Linked DNA regions of Pan troglodytes: region 2 is linked to region 1. The links are chromatin contacts, called in public HiChIP or PLAC-seq maps. All regions are on one chromosome and are shown on one strand. The core of a region is the stretch at or near the end of the contact, and the rest is flanking DNA. Distances in the headings are between cores, read along the strand shown. Region 1 has its middle 76 kb from the start of MIR15A. Region 2 overlaps LOC104001837 (a long non-coding RNA gene).

Region 1 (2,909 bases), core at 334-2,833:
CACAGCAGAAGCAGGAAGACGGGCGGCCAGGCCCTTTGCCTAAATTGGAAGGAAACCAGGAGAGAGCGCGCCAGCTCCCGCACCAGGCTCTGAGTACCGTTAGGTGTGAGGGGACCAAAGCGCCGTCCGGTTCGCTGGGGGGTCGACTAAGCTCCGCGTTTTGGAAGCCCAGCAAACACTGCACAGGTTCGCTTTACTTCCTCTCGCCTTCTTTAGAACGAGTGCACACATTGGCAGCTGACGATCCCACCACCTAAAGTCTGCCTCTTAAAAGAGGGCAGGTAAGCCTGGAAAGGTTTCCCAAATAGAGGCAAACTTATTGCTGTCTTGACTGGCCCAGCGAAAGCGCTCTCAGCACTGGCTGAGCCCAGTGCCCAGCCAGGAAGCTCGGCTCGGGGTGCGCGAGTCCTTGAAGAGTCCCCCACGGCCTGCAGTTGGCCCGAATGAGGGTCTGTGCGCGGGAACGGTTTCCCCAAACCCCTTAAGTAATAACATAACCCTTCCAGACTGTTCATCACACTGTTCAGCTGCCAGGAAAGGTCCGACGCGCTTCTTGCCCTCGTCCCAGCTCAGCTCTAGTTTCTTCCGCCAGCGATCTGAGAAGCCAAATTATTTTATTCCCACCCTGTAAAGTTAAACTGCAATAAACATAAATCACTCAGGGAAGCTGCTAAGGTAAATAACACTCAAATGAGCTACTTGCACTTGGTATTGTTGTAAGGCCTTCCTCTGGTGTTTACCGCCCTCCTTGTTTACATGAAGCTCAGGAACAGAGGCTTTAGGCCGGTAGGGAGCTCAGTTTCATTTCAAGGGTATGGCAAGGCCTATCATTTCGTCATAAGGCTTTGAAGGAAAGTTCGTCTGTTTTTGTCTCACATCTAACTTCCAGTAACTTCTCAAAAACTATATTCTTCCAACTGTAGCTCCGGTCTGCAAACTCCCTTCTCCCTAGCTGTCCGGGAAGGGGGACTCGAGCTCGCGCAACGCCCCGCTGCACCTGCGGAGGAGGGAGAGCGTCTGGGTGCGCCATGCAACGCCCGCACCGCGCTTCCCGCGCTCCGCCCGCCTGCCCGCGAACGGCTGCGAGCCACCCCCGCATCCCTCACACCTCTGCCCTCCCCAGTCGTGCGCGGGAGAGGGGGCTAGCACCGCAATGCCTGGAAGAGCAGCCGCGCGAGGGGCCTGGGGACAGGACAGCCTCCCGGCTCCGAGGCGAGGCCCGAATGCGCGCACACTCGGCGAGCGGGGCGGCGACTGGGGAGCCGGAGGCGAGAGAGGGCGGAAGTGCGGGACGCCCCGCAGCACTCCCACAAGTCGCGGAGCCCGAGATCCTCGTCGGGTGGCGAGGGCGTGGGTGCCCACGCTATGCGTGACGCCTGAGCCGCGGCCCGAGCCCACGAGCTGGGTGAGGCCGCTGCCGCCGCCGCCGCCGCCGCCGCCGCCGCCGCCGCCACGAAGCCTGGCGGGCGGCGCGGAGCCCCGGGGAGCTGGTTTTCCCGGGCGGGCACGTGACGGGGTTGGCAGCGTTCGGGCCCCGGCTGGGAGGGGGAAGAAGCGGGGAGCAGAAGGCCGCGGGCGGGCGGCTGGCGCGCTGTGTACTTAGGTCGTGTGCTGGGGCTTTTCTCTCCCAGGAGCCGGCGGGGGGAGGGGAGGGGGAGGGGCCACCGCTCCGCCTTCTCCTTTTCGCAATGTTGACGCAATCTATAAATAGTGGAACAAAAGGACCAACTTCCTCGGAGCTTTGCTGAAACTGCACAAAAAATCGAGCCGGGGGGTTCCCTGGTCCCCGGCGATGGGGCGGGGAGCGCGGCGCCGGGGGAGGGGGCGGGCGCGGCGGCGCGGGCCCCGCCGAGGGGGGACACCTGGCTGAGGCACAGCTGCCGCCGCGCCTTTCCGCGCGAGCCCAGAGCTCCGATCCCTGCGCGGGCTCGAGAGCTCGCCCCGAACGGGGGTCTTCCTCCTCCGCCGTTGACAGGTCAGTCCGTACCGCCCCTTTCAACACTGTGGGCTTTCTTTTTCCTCCCCCGAGCCTCCACTTTTAGAAGGGAACTGAGAGGAAAAATAGAACGAGGCGCTGCAGCAACAGCCAGCAAATCTGCAACCCCAGCAGTCCACACGGCAGGGGTGGCCGAGGGGGCTCAAGGAGGCGGTCCCCGCCTGGCCCCTCGTCGTATGGCCGGTGCCTGCGCCGCAGCCAGAGACGGAGGACTGGCGTGCGCCACCCGGGCGGTAGGGAGAGCGGAGGCGCGGGCCGCCTTGCTGGGGTCGAGAGGGGCTCCCGGCTGCTTCTCTCGCCCGTGGGCCGACCCCCGGAGGCTACGCGTCAGGGCCCGGAGGCCGCTGCATGCGCCTCGCTCCCTCCGAGCTCGGACCCGGCGCCTCAGCCTCGTCCTCTAACTGCTGTGGGAGGATGGAGCAGAGAAGCGCTGTCGCTGCACGCCGCCGTGCCCCCTGGCTCTGGTGCCCACGCAGCCAGCAAGCACTGAGCTGGGGGGCAGGGTGGAACCGGGGCACGCTCGCTTCTCGGAGCCTCGGACCTGAGCGCGAGCGCCCGCCGCGCCGCCGTGGCGGTTCCACAGGGCGCGGGGAGGGGGCGGAGCTGGTGCTGTTGACAGCGGTGCCGGAGCGGGGAGGGCGAAAGTTGGGGAGAGGGGGCGGGGGAGAGGTGGGAGTCGGGGCTGGGGGAGAGAGCGCGCGCGCGGGCTTCGGCGGGGAGAGGGGGGCCGGGTCATGTGATGTACAGACACCCCCGCTACAGGCTGGCTGCAGGGGTGACGTCACCACCCTTGACTGCAGGGGGTGGCACTTCCGCTCCCTCCCCAGCTGCTCCCCAGCCCCTGGCACCGCCGGCTGGAGCCCTTTCGCAGTTTGAGTGGGCAGAGGGAGAGAGGGGTTTTCCTTCTGGCCCC
Region 2 (3,122 bases), core at 217-2,716, 280 kb before region 1:
TTCCCAAAAATCCAGCCTGAACTCTTTGACCTCCTTTTTGCACGTTTCCTCTTGGAACAATCTTATCCAAATCTATGGCCTTGGTCATCATCTTCATGCCACAGACTCTGAGTCAATATCAGAGGTCCCAAATTCAATCTTAAGGTTCTGACTTAAGTTTCAGATCTCAACCGTCCCTTTGGTCTCTCTTGTTAGCACAAAAGGAAATGGTCTAAGCTACAAGAAGGAAACTTACAGTAGGATGCTTTTCAGAAGGGCTTTTCCCTAGGAGGCCTATGTGAGGACACTTCCTATTTTCCCATTCAAACTACTCCCCCATCCCCATCCCATAGCTACTGAAGCAGTACAGGAGTGGTTCAAAAACATTGGTACCTAGATTTGAATTTTATCTCCACACTTAGGCAACTTGCCTAACCTCTCCAAGTCTTAGTTTCATCATCTGTCTTTAGGGGTTGTAATAATATCCACAATACTGAGTCATGATGAACATAAAATGAGATAACCCCTATAAAGTGCTTAGCACAGTGCCCAGCACTAAGAAAGAACTCAACAATATTAGCTATTATTATATGGCCATGCTTATTATGCAAAACAGTGATTCACATTCGAACTTCTGCTATCTTAATAGGGAAAAAATTTTCATTTTTATTTCAATTCTTTCTAAATCCTTTAACCCTTTCCTGCCCCATAGCTACATATAATCCAAATGGTAGGCACCAACTCCTAGGCCAGTTAGTGAAAGATGCTCATGGAGGAAAAAGGGCTTCAGTTCTTTTGAGTTTCTTTGCCTAATTATAAGATTTTCCTATCAGCCAGGATGAGCTCATTCGTGCCAAGTATCCCCTTATGCATGGTGAAGCTGAGAGGAAAGACACATGCCTGAATTCAAACTGCAATGAGAAAAAGAGATGGACATCAGGCAGAATCGGGGAAACAAGGTGCCAAGTACAGGAAGCATGCTTTTTGGATAAGAATTTACATTTGCCAAATTTGTTCTGCCCTCAAGTTCCATCTTCTGCTCTTAAATTAAAATGTCCTTCTTTTCACTCTCAATCAAAATGGATGGGACTGAGCAAGTTTGAACTCCCACAAGAGACAAGTGACAAGAAAGATGAATTCTTGACCAATTGGACTAATTCTGTTACTTACACCTTTTCCCCTGGGGCGTGGAGGGAAAATGCTAACAATCTTCTCAGAGATTCATTCTGTGTGGCTTCCCTGATGCTGTGTGTTTGTACTCATCACGGTGGGGCATATACTTTCTTCCCTGCTGAAATTCCAGCTTTCATTTTTCTTTAGCAAGCAACACTTAGTTTGCTGCAGCCTGCTGATTACAAGGGTGCACAGACCCAGATGAATCATAGAAGCAGGCAGATGGCACAAATACAAATCCTCTGCATTGTGTCTTACACCCACACTAACCTTCTCATGTGGCCTCTCTTCCCAGCATCCCTTTCCTTCATTACCTCATCCATACCCAAAGGACAATTAGTGCATTCAGGCACTAGAGACAGCTAACTGTACAAGGGAGAGTACAGCAAACAACCTCCTGGTTCTTGGAATCTAGACACAAGACAAAGGCAAAAGAATTAAAAACAGTAATCGTATCTGTGGCAAGTGCTGCAGGGTGCCATCCAGATCTCTCATCAGGTCCTAAGTATTCATCCCCCAGCTGCCAGGGGTGTTGACTTCTGGTGGCTTAGCTGAGTTCCTTTTTAAGTTATGTCCATGGGCTAAGGGGGCCACGTTTCCCAGTGACACCTCCCTCCCAAAGACAGAGAGTATCCAATCCAGTACCTGGTCAATGTGTATGTGTTGGGTGGGTTTGGTGGGGTGGGGTGGGGGCAGTCAAAGCTGATCTTTCTGCTTAATTTCAGAGCAACTCTGAACGGCCATCCCAGGTCCAAAGCTCCCCGTAAGATTGGCAGGGGCTTTTATTTGGACTGCATTGACGTTTGACTTCTCCTTCTGACCTGTCCTTCTCCTATCACCCACCAAAAGAATTTTCTGTGTACAAATCTCCATCTCAGAACCTATTTGCCATTGAACCTGACCTAAAACAGTAACTCTGACAAATGAATGCATCAAGGTTTGAGGAAACTAGTATTCCAGAAACGTCCACCAAGACTTGAAGCACTCCTTAAGATTCATGGAAAGTTAGGGGGTAGTCTGTGGTGTTACAGAGCCAGCCAAATTGGCCCCACAGTTAGATGGATGCCCAAGTTAGGCTCTGGGGAATGACAGGACCTGGGACTGAAGCCAAGATGCCTTGGGCTCTGTCCCAGCATTTCTTCTGTGTGCCCTTACACAGGGTTTTTAGAGCAGTGCTTCTCAAATGAGCAGTGTTGGAGGACCATTTTCACTTTCAATATATCACAAACCAATTTCTTGTCAAGTACACTAAAATAAACTACAACTCCACACTCCCTAAGTGTGGCCTACACATAGTAACTGCCTTCAAAAGAGCATAGTATGAAAGTAGGGGCAGGGAAGAAGATAACTTTACAGTAAAGAAAACTGGCAAAGACTGCCTCTGCCAGACGACCAAGGTCAACATCAACAACAGTGATAAGTCCTGTGCAAAGTATGTAGCCTTGATATGATGTGGTGAAAATGGCACTTCAGCTCTTTGGTCTTCCTCCCCCAAACCCATAAGCCCAGTTTAATCATGAGAAAGGCAAATTCCAATTGAAGGACATCCTACAAAACACCTGCCTGATAATTTTCAAATCTTTCAAAGTCATGGAAACCAAGAAAAGTCTGAGAAATTGTCACAATCAAGAAGAGACATGATGATTAGTGGTAATACGGTATCGCTGGATAGGATTCTGAAAGAGAAAAAGGACATTAAGTTAAAAACTAAGAATATCTGGATAAAGTATGAATTTCAATGAATCATAACGTATCAGTATTGGTTCACTAATTGTAGCTAATGTAATATATTAATTTTACTGTCTTACACTACCTATAAGATACTGCAGAGTATCTGCGAACTCTCTGTACTATCTTCTGAATGTTTCTGTAAATCTAAAACTGTTCCCAAAATAAAGTTTATTATAGAAAATAAAACAAATGACAACACACCTGGACTTTTAAAGACATATGAAATATAGGCCTAGATG

The links. HiChIP or PLAC-seq counts read pairs in DNA pulled down with a chosen protein or histone mark.
Region 2: an H3K4me3 HiChIP or PLAC-seq map of stem cell-derived excitatory neurons shows a contact between it and region 1, with 5 times the contacts expected there. The contact joins two enhancer-like sites. A contact is called at or near these places in 1 of 7 Hi-C or Micro-C datasets (stem cell-derived neural progenitor cells) and 1 of 1 datasets of contacts at active chromatin or transcription factors (stem cell-derived excitatory neurons).

Annotation. Positions count from the first base shown.
Region 1 is chr14:55,717,580-55,720,488 of NHGRI_mPanTro3-v2.0_pri, reverse strand. No RefSeq gene overlaps it. Among named protein-coding and RNA genes, the nearest start is that of MIR15A, 76 kb to the right of the region's middle. Within about 2 kb of position 1,583, at least 18 of the 24 cell types and tissues checked have an H3K27ac peak or open chromatin away from gene starts, as enhancers often do. A contact at or near this core is called in stem cell-derived excitatory neurons and stem cell-derived neural progenitor cells, where this site is marked.
Region 2 is chr14:55,995,750-55,998,871 of NHGRI_mPanTro3-v2.0_pri, reverse strand. The region is part of intron 3 of LOC104001837 (a long non-coding RNA gene); the gene reads right to left. Among named protein-coding and RNA genes, the nearest start is that of MIR15A, 350 kb to the right of the region's middle. Within about 2 kb of position 1,466, at least 14 of the 24 cell types and tissues checked have an H3K27ac peak or open chromatin away from gene starts, as enhancers often do. A contact at or near this core is called in stem cell-derived excitatory neurons and stem cell-derived neural progenitor cells, where this site is marked.